3 separate regions of the Mus musculus genome follow, and all the other regions are linked to region 3. A link is a contact called in public HiChIP or PLAC-seq and promoter capture Hi-C data. All regions are on one chromosome and are shown on one strand. Each heading gives the region's core, a stretch centred on a gene start, on an enhancer-like site or on the middle of the called end of the contact. The rest is flanking DNA. Distances are from core to core; before and after follow the strand shown.

Evidence for each region. Promoter capture Hi-C pulls out the DNA fragments that hold promoters and counts their contacts. HiChIP or PLAC-seq counts read pairs in DNA pulled down with a chosen protein or histone mark.
Region 1: a contact with region 3 is called in an HNF4G HiChIP or PLAC-seq map of pancreatic cancer cells. The contact joins the promoter of Nr2f6 here to the promoter of Zfp964 in region 3. A contact is called at or near these places in 3 of 39 promoter capture datasets (hippocampal neurons, liver and pre-B cells) and 1 of 115 datasets of contacts at active chromatin or transcription factors (pancreatic cancer cells).
Region 2: a contact with region 3 is called in a promoter capture Hi-C map of pre-B cells, with 2.5 times the contacts expected there. The contact joins the promoter of Myo9b here to the promoter of Zfp964 in region 3. A contact is called at or near these places in 2 of 39 promoter capture datasets (hippocampal neurons and pre-B cells).

Annotation. Positions count from the first base shown.
Region 1 is chr8:71,379,037-71,383,356 of GRCm38.p6, reverse strand. Nr2f6 (nuclear receptor subfamily 2, group F, member 6) reads left to right here and starts at 1,405. Exons shown (of 4, transcript NM_010150.2): 1 at 1,405-2,366. The coding sequence starts at 2,086.
Region 2 is chr8:71,270,812-71,275,330 of GRCm38.p6, reverse strand. It overlaps Myo9b (myosin IXb), which reads right to left and starts at 2,617. Exons shown (of 40, transcript NM_001142322.1): 1 at 2,502-2,617. It overlaps Haus8 (4HAUS augmin-like complex, subunit 8), which reads left to right and starts at 2,741. Exons shown (of 11, transcript NM_001163042.1): 1 at 2,741-3,047. The coding sequence starts at 3,019.
Region 3 is chr8:69,652,485-69,657,087 of GRCm38.p6, reverse strand. It overlaps Zfp964 (zinc finger protein 964), which reads right to left and starts at 2,532. Exons shown (of 4, transcript NM_001177527.1): 1 at 2,492-2,532. The coding sequence starts at 2,494.

The DNA of each region.
Region 1 (4,320 bases), core at 156-2,655, 1.7 Mb before region 3:
TGAACTTCTGTGACTCAGCCCCCTCTTCCAGAGCCTTTCTTCCTCCTAAGCCCTCTCTCTGGCCCTCTGGCCCTTAACCCTTTCAACCCTCTCCTGAGATACTGGCACCAAGGACTCGAGAATAGTCCAATCTAGGACTGTTCTCATCCCAAACAACCAACTATGACTCCTAAACTGATTTATCTTCTGGGTCACCCAGGATTTGTCACCACTAAAGCAGGGTCGATTCTAATCAGATTCCTGGGAAGTCCTTGCTCCAGTCTGATTCTAGTTCTTCCTGATTTCTGTATTTGTATTTTCACAAGGTATCCAGGTGGATTCTTCTAGGTACCCAACAGCACAGGGCTGGGTGTACATGGCTAGCGGAAACCTGAACCTCAGTTCCTTTAAGTCCCCTTATGTGAGGGCTCATCTTGTGGGATGATTTTCACAAGGCACAGAAGGGAGGGCACCTTGTCCAGGTTGGCCGCGTTCTCTGGTGTGTCTATACTGGACCCAGGCCTGCATAGGAGGCAGAACAGGCCTGGCCGTCAGAACTCTGACTCAGGGGTGAAAGGTCACCCCAAGAGGGACTTTTCCCTCTGTTAAACGTTAACAGACCTAGAGTCAGGCCTCAATCCCATCTAGGCCTCAAATGTGAAGGGAGCTTAATAAATCCGTGCCCTGGGGGGTCCTGCATACAAAGGGTGCTTAATAAATGCTTGCTCCAGTAGAATTGGAGGGGGCAGGGGCGTGGCGGCAGCTGGGAGGCTCTAGGCGTGGGGGGCTGGACGGGAGGGGGGCTAGACATCTGTGGCCCAGCCGGTCACCAGGCCAAACCCTTTCTGTGAAGAAGAAGAAAAAAAAAAAAAGGAAAGGAAATGAAGAGAGACCCGGACAACAGCCCGGGACTGGCACGCCTTCCGGCCGGAGAGGCGACTGACGCCCAGCCTCTCCCACCCTTGAAGCCTGAAAGGAGAGAGGGGGACCCCTTGACCTAACAGCGCGGACGCCCACCCCCAGACTCCGGACACCAGGTGTTCACCGGAGCGGAGCGCGAGGCGGAGGCGGAGGCGGGGGCGGGCCGCGGAGACTTTGGGGAGGAGGGGGCCGCTCCAGCTGGCAGCCGCGCAGAGCAAAGCGGGGCGCGCGCCTGAGCGGCGGGGGCGTGCCCCCTGCAGATGTCCCCGGGGGGCGCGGCTGCCGGGAGCCGCGCGGAGCTCCCCGATGCCCCGACAGGACTCGCAGGGGTTAAGGCTGCGCGGCCGCGTGGGGGAGGGTCAGCTGCGCGCCCCGCCCCGCCCTCTCGCCGGCCCACGGCTCCGGGCGGCGCGCGGCTACCCCATGCCCTTATAAGGGCGGCCGTCGCCGGGGCAACGAGCGCCCGCCCCCGGCCGCGCCGCGCGCCCCCGCCCCGCCCCCGCCGGCGCCGATGGAACGCGGGTGTCAGGCCGGCCGCAGCGCGGGGCCGGCGGCGAGCGCCAGGGCGAGGCCGAGGCTCGGGCCCAGGCGCAGGCCGAGGCCGGCCGCGCGAGCGCTCGGCGGGGAGACGATCCAGGGAAGGCCGCGGGTCGCACTCTCCACTCAGCTCTATCGCCTGGACCTCTGCGATTACGGCCGGGCGCGCGCGGCGTGCGGGACTCCGGGTCTCCGACGCGCGCTCCCGCCGCCCCTCCCCCCTCGCCGCGTAACTTGCGGCCAAAGTTTCCCCCCGGGCTCGGGGGCGCCCGCGCGCGCTCGGATGGTGAGCCACTAAGTTGGCCTGGGCGGCGGGGCCGGGCCATGGCCCCCGCGACGCTACCGGGTCCCCAGGACTCCGGACCACGGGACCTGGGCGCCCCAGACTCGCGCCTCTAGCGCGCCCCCGTCGACCGCGGGCACGCGTGGGAAAGTTGGCCTGGAACCGGCCCGACCAGTTCCTGCCTGGCGCGCGGACCGGCCGCAGGAAGTTGCCGCAAAACTTTTTTCAGGGGGGTGTGCGACCGGAGCCCCCCGAGAGCGCGGGCTGCATGCGCCCGGGGTAGCCGGGTCCCTCTCGGGTCGCCAGGCGTGCCCAGAGGGGACGGACTCGTCCCGGGGCGTACCGGCCCCGCTGTCTCCGGGGCTATGGCCATGGTGACCGGTGGCTGGGGCGACCCCGGAGGCGACACGAACGGCGTGGACAAGGCTGGTGGGAGCTACCCACGCGCGACCGAGGACGATTCGGCGTCACCTCCCGGGGCGACCAGCGACGCGGAGCCGGGCGACGAGGAGCGTCCGGGGTTGCAGGTGGACTGCGTGGTGTGCGGGGACAAGTCCAGTGGAAAGCATTACGGCGTGTTCACCTGCGAGGGCTGCAAGAGTTTCTTCAAGCGCAGCATCCGCCGCAATCTCAGCTACACCTGCCGGTGAGCCCCACGCGCGGCCACCGAGCTGGCCCGGACCTGCTCGGTCACCTTGGGCCTGGCGCTGACCTTCCCCACACCCGCATTCCTGCCCCAGACCACGGGTTCGGCCCTAGTGGAGTTGGTGATACATGCGTGCAGGTGCTCCCCCTCTCCTCCCCCGCGCAGGTGGTCTTTGCTCTTGTCCTCCTGCTCTGGAGAGAGCTGGTTCTGCTAGACAGGGAGGGCTCGGGAGTGCTGTCAGGAGTGAGGACCCTCTTTCCAGCCCCCAGTGCCCCCTTTCTCGTGGGGGCCCGTCACGCGTGGTGCCTCGCGGGAATCAGAGGTGCAAGTCGCACCGCGGGGCTGGCGGCGTCCAGGGGCCATTGTCTGCGGCCGCGCGGATCGATCCGGCGCGCCCTTGGGTCAAATATCACTTCCAAAGTCGCCCTTGCATGGGTAGCTGGAGAGACTCCCGGGTGGGTGTCTCGGAATGGCTGCCTTCACGGGAATCGGGGGACTGCATGCACGAGGGTCTGTGCCTGTCCATCAGAGGGGTACCCCTTAGGTTCTGGGTCACCGGAAGCCGCCGCTGGAGGGCCAGCAAGGCCACCGGAATTGACCGCACCCCCACTCCCGGGTTGGTTCAGCTTTGGGGCTCCGGGATGAGACCTTAAACTTCGGGACGACTCTTAAGAGTGAAGTACCCGTGGGAGATGCCGTCTGGTGGGGACCCCTCTACAGGGCCATGCAGGGCGTGGTCTTGCTTACTGGCTGCCTTAGGGGACAGAAAGCCCCTCGAAAAAGAGGTTGGCTGTCCAGGCCAGGGGTTGTAGAGCACTTTCTATCCATGCATGCAGCAGACTTTGCATTCCCCAGGATCGTGCAGGGCCTCAGAACAGGGCAGGCAGCCCCGTTTCCCAGGTGCCTGGAGCCCCAGAGAAGTTGTAGAGTTATGGGAAGGGTCCTGGCCCAGTGGACTTAAGCAGGTAGAGCTGTGGGGGCTGGATGTGGAGATGAGTTCCTTCCCAGAGGCAGATGCTACTGACAGGTCAGGTGGGGGCCACCCCCATGTTAGAGTTTGGACTTGTTGGGGACCTGCCTTGCTCCCCTCCTCCACCTGTAACTGGGCCACCAGACTTTGGCCTCATTCTTGTGTCTGGAATGAGTTGCTGGGTCTGGCTGGGTCTTTGGGGAGAGTGAAGGGGACTGGGGCGGGCTCTCTAGGATCCTCAGGACCTATGGTGTGGGGCCTCGTGTGGTTGGTCTCCCTCTCTGAACCTAAGTGGACTAGCAGCTGTCTGGAGCTGGGAGGGCTTCAGGAAGTGGCCTCAAAGCCCTGGGGTAGGGCAGGCAGAGGAGGACCCTCCCCCCATGATGCTTAGTGGGCTGTGTTGTCAGGTGAGCCCATCCGGGCACAGCAGAGGCATGTGGGCATGAAGTGCTGGGTTGAGGGCAGCAGGGAGCCATGGACAGTGTGTGAGCATGGTATGGTCACATTGGATTGGGAAGCTGGTCACTGTTACAGCCCCAGCTACTCAGAACACAGCCTGGACAGCATAGCAAGGGGGCAGTGTCCACCCCATCCCCAAACAGAGATAGAGATAGCCATTGTGATGAGCATAGCACAACAGGCAAAGCATATATCACTTTAGGTGAGATAGCCAGAAGAACTTACAGGTTTATGGGTTTTAATCTGTCCCAACCACACAGTGGAGACGTCAAAGCCTTCCCTGAGCAGAGCCCACCCGCTTAGGGCCTGGCCAGTTCCGCCTGGCCGCCCTGATCCCCCATCACTGCTTGGCTGCTGGCTTTGTTCTGGCTTTGCCTGAGTTCTCTCTGTCCCAGCTGGGCCCCTTCCTGGGGGCCTCTAAAAGTCAATAGGGTCTGGGCTCTCCTAACTCTGCCCAGAGCACCCTGGCTGGGACAGGAGCTGTCCTGGAGCCCACAGAACCTCTCAGCTCAATGGCTGCTGCAT
Region 2 (4,519 bases), core at 1,368-3,867, 1.6 Mb before region 3:
TGTCAGGACAGTTTGACAGCCAAACTTGGGTAAAGGCTATTTTAGAGGGTTAGGGAATACAGACACAGACTTGTTGGCTTTTTGCTTTCTTAGGGTGCTGTGGATATTTGGGCTGTTTGTGTGATAAGAGCTAGAGCATAAACTTAGCCTCCCAGCCTCGCTTCCTGGTTCTAGAAAAGTCTAGGGATCTATCTCCAAACCCAGCACCTGCCTGAGTCCATTTTGAGAAAGGACTCTTTCCTGGTGGTTGAATGGAAAAGAAAATTGAAACAAACTAAAGCAGAGGCTACAGCAAGTATCCCAAAGAGGAGAGTGACAGGATATCTGTTCCTGTCACTCTGGGTTCACCACTGACATGGCTTCCCAGGATTGACTGCAGACCAGACACTCTTCCCAGGAAACATAGTGGACCCCCCCACATCCCAAGTCTTGCTCTCAGTCTTCCCAATTCTGCCCCTGTGATAACTCATGTCACCTGTCATTGTGAAGGTCTGCCTAATGGGAATGCCATTCTTTCCATGTAAAGGGACAATAGCTGTTCCTCTGAGGCACAAGGAGATCTCAGCTCTGCTCTCAGGAGGCAGCCAACCACTTGGCACAACCAGCTCTTGCTTGGTTAATTTTGGACCCATTCACCACATGTTACCAGAGAGATAAGGAAAGGGAAGCCACAAGTTCATGGTCTCTTGTCAGGAAGGGAGTCAAGCCCAGGAGTCCTGAGTCCCCACCTGACCCACAAGGTACTAGCTAGACTTGAGAGAGGGTTTTACCCAAGTAGGAGGTCAAAGCCAGAGCATTGTGCTTCATGCAGGTAGCATCCTGGACACCTGACTGGAGGTGTGGCTCTATGGTGGAACACTTACCCAGTAAGCAAGCACAAGGTTCTAAGTTCCGTCCCCAGCATTTGCAGGGCAAGAGACAGAAAGTTGGAGCTGCATAAAACCAAAGGGTGTGTACCAGAAACATGAAAGTTAATAAGTGGGGTTAGCTCTGGAAAAAGGCTGACACAGGCCAATCCAAAGGAGAAATAGGCAGAGTCTTGCCCCAGGCCAGACCCCAAACAAGGCGCTTGCTTCTTCCAGGAGACCTCCACTGAGTCACAGCTCCAAGTAAGCAGGAGAAAAAGTGTGTCATGCATAGGAAAGTTCATGTCCTTCCTGGGGTCTCAGGACCAAAAAGTCTTCGATATTCCAAGGGGCATGACTTGCACCGTGTGCCCTTGGGCAAGCTAAGTTGAAAGATTTCTTCCAGAACATTCTTGAAGTGAATGGGGCAGTCATGTCTCTAAGGCTTCCTTTATATCCAGATTCCTGTACCAAATGGAGCTCTAAACCTGGCCTCCTTTCAGCAAGCACACAGCAGACAGGGAATACTGGTAAGGGGGGGGGGGGAGAAAGTGATGCCAATCAAAACCAGGCAGCTCCAAGGCCTTGTAGGAGCAGAGAGGCCGGTGACAATAACTTTATAGTTGCTCATGCCACCTCCAGCCATTCCTTGACACCTTAAGATACTGAAGTCTCAAAGACTAGACAATACCCAACAAGGTAAGGAGATACAACCTGAGGGGCTGCTAGGTGGATGTCTTAAAGTGCTGGAAAATGAGCCAAAGAGGCACAAAAGGACTCCCCTATAAAGCCTTGGGAGTTAGGGTCCCTAGAAAAAGAAGGGAGGGTTTGTTGGCAGCTGTGACTCCACGGGGCTGAGATCTCTGCCACCGCTGAGGTATACATTTCCTGTAAGTCATTTAAAAACAAAAAACAAAAAACAAAAAAACGTTTAAGTCCAAGGATGTGACTCTCTTGAGAGAGTGGCTTCCACCCTACCGGCTCCCTTTCTTCTGAAACGCAGTTCGGGTGTCAGAACCCCACCCCCACCCCGCAACCTCCTCTAGAGTCCAGCTACTCTTTTCTTGAGCAGAAAGTGATGTGCCTATCAAAGCAGAGAGAGAACCCAGAGGGCGCTGGGACTCGCCCTGGCGGATCACCCAGCTGTCCGGGAGTGAAGTCAGGAAGAAGATGAATCAAGAGGGGAAGGCGGGGGCGAGTCTCCAGAGGCTGCACCCCGTCATCTCCCTTTCCTCCTCCTCTCCACTCCTCCGGCCCTCTGAGGAACTGTTTTTGCGTGTCTTTCCAGGCCCACTCTTTTAGACGTTCCAGCCCCAACAGTGGGTTGCCACAGACCGTTTCCCATTCTCTGAGAGCCCGGCGCCTCTCTGACACCCTAGGGCTCAGACCGCGAGTGCAGAAGTCCCTTTCCCTAGCACGGCCCCTCGGCTCCGCCTTCCTGGCCTCCCCCGTTTCCTGAGATCCCCCCAGATGCCACCTTAGCCACGTCCTCTCCTCAGCCGCCGCTGAAAGACGCGGTAAGCCCGCCAGTCTCAACCCCCTCAGCGTCCACGCGTCCCCCAGGCCGCATCCTGCCCTCACGTCCCACGACTTCAGGAGCAACCCGGTGCACAACCCCGGCTCGGGTCTCCACTCACGGCCGCCGCGAGAACTTACCTGGACCTCGGGCCGCTGCGCGCCACCGGTCCCCGGCCAGCCTGCCCGCTGCTCCCGGCCGCCCCGCCCCGAAGCGACCAGCCTCGCCCGCCGCTGCACCGTGCGATTTCACTTCCGGGTTCCGGAGGCGCTGAGTGGGCGGGCGCCAACTCGTCGGAGAGGCGGGGCGACTCGAGGTCCCGCCCCATCTAAAGGCGCGCAGCGAACGCCCTCTGCGGTTGGTGCATTCCAGATGCTAAGTGTTCCACAGCTGAGAGGGGCGGGCGCTATGATAGTCACGCCCCTCCCCAGCAGTATTTTAGCCCGCTCAGGTTGGTGCCGGAAGCCCACACGTCTGAGGGACACCTTGGAGCCACGCCCTTTTTCGGCGCTCTTGGCCAGGCTGAACGAACTGTAGCAAGCTTGGAGCCCGCCCCGCGGCTCGCGTGAAGAGAGCACCCTCCGGCTTCCAGCACTACTCCCTGCCTCCTAGCGGGCGGGACCCTGAGACGCTTGCCTTTGAGTGGAAGGCGGGAGAATGGCGGATTCCTCAGAACGGGACGCAGGGTGAGTTGGGATCTCAGAAGGGCGGAATTTAGGGGCTCCTGTGGGTTGGCCAAAGACCAGATCCTGGGCTCACAGGCAGCGGAGCTGGAGAACTGGGATCTTATGAGCCAATGCCCGAATCTCTCCCAGACCAGAAGCCCAGGCTCTGAGCCGCTTCGGTGCGTGCTGGGGAGCTGGGGTCCCAGATGCAGTTCAGAATTGGGGTTGTGCGTGGACTTTGGTGGACATTCTCTCTTTTTCCCCTTGGAGACAGTGGTGTTTTTTGTTTTTTGTTTTGTGTGTGTGTGTGTGTGTGTGTGTGTGTGTGTGTGTGTGTGTATGTGTGTAGCTGATCCGGAGCTCTGTAGACCAGTCTGGCCTTGAATTCACAGAAATCTGCCTGCCAAGTGCTGGGTTCAAAGGCATGTGCCACCACCACCTAGCCTTCCTTTTTTTAAAGGAAAAACGTGACCCTACATGGTAGCACGACTTTAGTCCCAGCACAGACCTTTTCCTAGGCCTCAGGAGCTCTAGGGTTGCTTGTCGCACTCCCCTTTAGCCCTGACTCACTACACCCATGGGTGTTTGCTTAAGAGTCTGAAGGATGAGGGTCACGGGCTATTGTGACTGTATACAGCAAAGGACACTCTGTGAAGGTCAAGTGGGTGAAACAAAGGCTCTTGCCACCAAGCCTCATGATCTTATTTTGATCCATGGGTTTCATATGGTGAAAGTAGATAACTGATGTACTGGCCAGTTTTGTGTCAACTTGACACAGGCTGGAGTTATCACAGAGAAAGGAGCTTCAGTTAGGGAAATGCCTCCATGAGATCCAGCTGTAAGGCATTTTCTCAATTAGGGTCAAGGGAGGAGGTCCCCTTGTGGGTGGTGCCATCTCTGGGATGGTAGTCTTGGGTTCTATAAGAGAGCAGGCTGAGCAAGCCAGGGGAAGCAAGCCAGTAAGGAACATCCCTCCGTGGCCTCTGCATCAGTTCCTGCTTCCTGACCTGCTTGAGTTCCAGTCCTGACTTCCTTTGGTGATGAACAGCAATGTGGAAGAGTAAGCTGAATAAACCCTTTCCTCCCCAACTTGCTTCTTGGTCATGATGTTTGTGCAGGAATAGAAACCCTGACTAAGACAATTGACTACGCATTTTGTCCTCTGCCCTCCATGTGCACATCATGGCACACGAGCACTACAAACTACATAAAATGTAAAATGCTGAAATGCTAAGAGAAGAGGCCTATGGTAGGAGCCTCCTACACCTGAGACTCCCAGCCCTGAAAGGCAGGGGGTAGAGAGTAGGGATGCACAGTGGGCACAGGACAGGACAAGGCCATGTTACTGAAGCCTCTGTGAGTGGTGGGCAGGCTTTGGGGCACCATGAGGGACAACAGATGCACCTGCACTTTGTAGAACTACAGGGCCCCATGTTCTCCCATAGGCCCATGATTTGCCCCCAGAGCAGGGAGAAGCCCCCAGCTCCCAGCCC
Region 3 (4,603 bases), core at 1,283-3,782:
TTATTTATAATAGCCAGAAGCTAGAAAGAACCCAGATGTCCCTCAACAGAGGAATGGATATAGAAAATGTGGTACATTTTCCCAATGGAGTGCTACTCAGCTATTAAAAACAATTTATGAATTCTTGTTTATTATAAACAAGAATTTATGAAATTCTTTTTTTGTTTGTTTTTGTTTTTTCGAGACAGGGTTTCTCTGTGTAGCCCTGGCTGTCCTGGAACTCAGGATCTGGAGGATATCATTCTGAGTGAGGTAACCCTATCACAAAAGAACTCACATGATATGCACTCACTGATAAGTGGATATTAGCCCAGAAACTTAGAATACCCAAGATAGGCCAAATTTGCAAAACACATGAAACTTAAGAAGAAGGAAGACCAAAGTGTGGATACTTTGTTCCTTCTTAGAAGGAACAAATACCCATAGAAGGAGTTACAGAGACAAAGTTTGGAGCTGAGAGGCAAGGAAAGACCATCCAGAGACTGCCTCACTTGGGGATCCATCCCATAAACAACCACCAAACCTAGACACTAGGCAGATGCCAACAAGAGCCTGCTGACAGGAGTCTGATACAGCTGTCTCCTGTGAGGCTCTGCCAGTGCCTAGCAAATACAGAAGTGGATGCTTACAGTCACCCATTGGACGGAGGACAAGGTCTCCAATGAAGGAGCCAGAGAAAGTACCCAGGGAGCTGAAGGGGTCTGAAGCCCCATAGGAGAAATATCAATATGAACTAACCAGTACCCCCAGAGCTCCTTGGAACTATACCACCAATCAAAGAAAACACATGGTGGAACTTGTGGCTCTAGCTATATATATAGCAGAGGATGGCCTAGTCTTTCATCAATGGGAGGAGAGACCCTTGGTCCTTTGAAGGCTCTACACCCCAGTATAGGGGAATGCCTAGGCCAGGAATGGGAGTGCATTGGGGAGCAGGGGGAGAGGGGAGCAGATAGGGGATTTTCAGAGGGGAAACTAGGAAAGGGGATAGTATTTGAAATGTAAATAAAAAAATAAAATAAAAAATACTACAAAAAAAGAAAGTTGTAGTTTTAAAACTGCAAAGCTTGCTTTAAAAAAAATCAGTTTTTTTTTTAAACCATTCCTTTCTGTGTGCATGTGTGGCTATGCATTGCCATGATGCATGTATGAGGTGAAGGGACAGGAGTTCAAAGAAATTCTGTGGTTCTCGATTCTCTCCTTCTACCAAGTGGCTTATAAGGATTAACCCCAGGTCTCTGGGCTTGGCAGCAAAAGATGCCACCCACAGAGAGATTCGGAGGAACCAAGAACCTAAGTATTTTGTTTTTTTCTTTCTTCCTTTTGAGATAGGTTCTCACTATGTAATCCTGACTTGCCTGAACTCACGACATAGACCTGGCTGACCTAGAACTTACAGAGATCCACCTGCTTCTGTCTCCAGAATACTGGGATGAAAGGTGACTCCCAACCAGCTCAGCAAGAATCTAAGTTCTAAAAGGAAAACCTTGTTCACTTGATGGTAAGCGCCTTGAAACACTCAGGGTCACACCACCTAAGGAACACCAGTGAACACCTGGTCAGACTGAAAACTGCTGCGGAAAGTCATGGAATTGCAAGGATGTTAGAATACGGGTACAGCCCTGGGAAAGAGCAAAGCAGAGATTCATGATTCACAACTTCAAAACTGACTTAAAAGCAATTATCATTAAGATAGGATAAAGCTGCAGATAGGCCTAAGGAGTAATAGAGCACTTACCCAGCATGCTATGCAAAGCTGTTGCATCTAACTTCCAGACTGTGGGTGGGAAGGAGTAAATATTTTTTAAGAAAAGAAAAAATAAACTATACTAGGCTCTGTGACAACCTGAGTTCTATCCGTTAATCGCGGAAGGACAGCACTCATTCCATAAAGTTGTCCTGTGACCTTACACCTTCCTCACTCTACACACACACCGGGGACACACACCAATAAATAAGGCTGATTTAAGTAGGAGAGAGGGAGGGGGAAGGAGAGAGCTGCAGCGCACGGCAGGGGTCCTCCACTTCGTCTACTCGCTAGTCCCGCTCCACGTTTCTCTCCCTTGTCCTGGGGCAGCCCAGGCTGTCCCCTCTCCTCCAACAGCTGCGGGTTTACTGTGAAGCCCGCACGCAGGGTTACAAGTGAGTGCGACGTTAAGCTGTCACAACCCGCACTAGGAGAAACCTGCGCCGTCGAAGGAGCTGTGGGCAGACCAGCTCAGCACCGAGCGACCCCGCCCACGCGGGTGCTCTGGGCTCTGCAGCGTGCTGCCCTCGTCTCTCCGGGCCAGCCTGGCTCCCTCTGGCCAGCCGCAATCCGTCCGGGGGGAGCTCGCGGCTTCGCCTTTTAAACTCTAATCTTCGCACCAAGCCGAACTTTCCCAGACGCTGGACCCACCCCTCCCCCAGTCCCAAGGAGGACCCACCACCCCGGCTCCCGCGGCTCAGCCGGCCGCTCTTCCCCTTCTGGGGACTTCGGCCCTGCGCTCACCATGGCGCGGCTTCGAGCTCGGCCGCGCTCCCCTTAGCTACGGGCCGCAGTGGCCACAGCGAAGGGGGCCGAACCCGCTGCGCCTTCTCCGCTTCCCAGCGGAATGCACAGCGGGATTGCGATGGAGCCCGCCTCCCACCGCTCCCTGGCGCTCCTGATTGGATGGCTTGTCTGGAGGCCCTGATTGGCTAGGGCCCGACTTCGCTCAGCTCGGGAGAGATTTGCATAAAAGCCAGACCTGCCTGCTTCTTGCTGGGTACTTTAGTCTTCGGTGATCTCAAAAGCTTAGTTCCTATTGGTCTTGGGTCGTTGGTGTCCACAGTGCATTTACCAACTCAACGTCCAGTGTAGTGATTTCTTGCTTCAGACCTAGAATTGTTATAGGACCTTGGGTATGATGTATTCCGTGGACCTGGATTTTTATTCAGGGAAGCCAAAAAAAAATTTTTTTTTTTTTAAGGCGTGAGCGCCACCACTGCCTGGCTCCTTTTATTTTATTTTATTTTTTTTAAAGATTTATTTATTATTTTATGTAAGTACACTGTAGCTGTCTTCAGACACACCAGAAGAGGGAGTCAGATCCCGTCATGGATGGTTGTGAGCCACCATGTGGTTGCTGGGATTTGAACTCTGGAAGAGCAGTCGGGTGCTCTTACCCACTGAGCCATCTCACCAGCCCGGAAGCCAAAATTTTTGATAGTGGTCTGTCAAGTGGGGCTTGGTGGTTGGTACAAGTCCCCTTAATCCCAGCACTCATTCTGCTGGCAGCGAAAGACAGATCTCTGTGAGTTCTAGGCCAGCCTGGTCTACATTGTAAAAATCTGGGCTAGTTAAAGTTGCACAAAGTCTGGTCATTGTTAGAGGCCAGAACACACTGGCTCCTCATCAGCTCTTTCTGGTAGAGTTATTAAGACGCTATCTGTACTGTGATTTTACAACTCTTAACTTATAATTCAGTCCAGTATCTGGTCCTCTGTGCTCAACTTCACAGCTGGAAATAAGATAATAACAAATTCCAAGCGACTGGAGAAAAATGAAGGCGTTTTAAATATTCAGTTCTTCAGAGAGACACGGAACCTTAGAGAAAAGGCAAAAACGGCTGTGAATTTTGGCACAAGATTTTTTTTTTTAAGTCCCCCTGGGGGAGAAATTTCTGTTCTTTGTTTCTCACAGGCCAGTTCTGCTATTTTCTCAAATTTCCCATCTCCCTGGCTTAGGGTACAAAGCCTTATCTAAGGAATAACTCGGGATTTGAGGCTTCCTCTTTTCCTTATCATGATTTAAGTTACATAGTAAACCATGGGTAACTCCAAGTCTCATTATGGGCCGGTACCAGCCAGCGCTTGGAAGAAACATGCCCAGCACCTACTGCTTATCTGTAACTGGTGAACTCTAAATGCACTTTATACTGAAATGGACAATGACAGTCCAATTCAGTGGTTCTTGACCTGTGTGTCATCAGATCATCAGAAAACACATATTTACATTATGATTCACAGTAGTAGCAAAATTATAGTTTATACAGTAGCCAAGAAAATAATTTTATGGTTGGGGGGATCACCACATCATGATGAACTATTAAAGGTCATGGCATTAGGAAGGGTGAGGACCACTGTCTCACACCATCACATATGCTAGCTCAGACTAAATCATGTGGTGTTTAACTTTAATTTTTTCAAAACCTATTTTTAATGATGGTTCTTAAATGCTTTAGCCTTCCTTCTAGCCCACCACCCTCCAGAGGTAGTGGAAAAGAAAGGATACAGGAGAAGTGGACCTGTTTAGAAAGGTTCTTTGGAGAACCTTCCATCTGCATTGTCTGGAAATCTGCAGTTCAGTTCACAGGTCATCAACAGCAGCTCGATTCACTTGTAAACACTTCACAGATATACCAACAGTCCAGTTTGATAGAGTTGGGATAGCAAACATGAGTCAGCAGTGGTGGTACTATTTAGCAGAGACAGCCAGGCCTCAGCCTCGGCAGCAGAAAGGACCAACCAGCAGGAACGCCAGGAAGAGTTCTTGGCTGTGCTTTTCTCAGCGAAGTGAAGATCATCAAAGAAGTCAAAAGACCAACACGTGATGCACAGCTAGCTCTATAAGCAAGCCTAG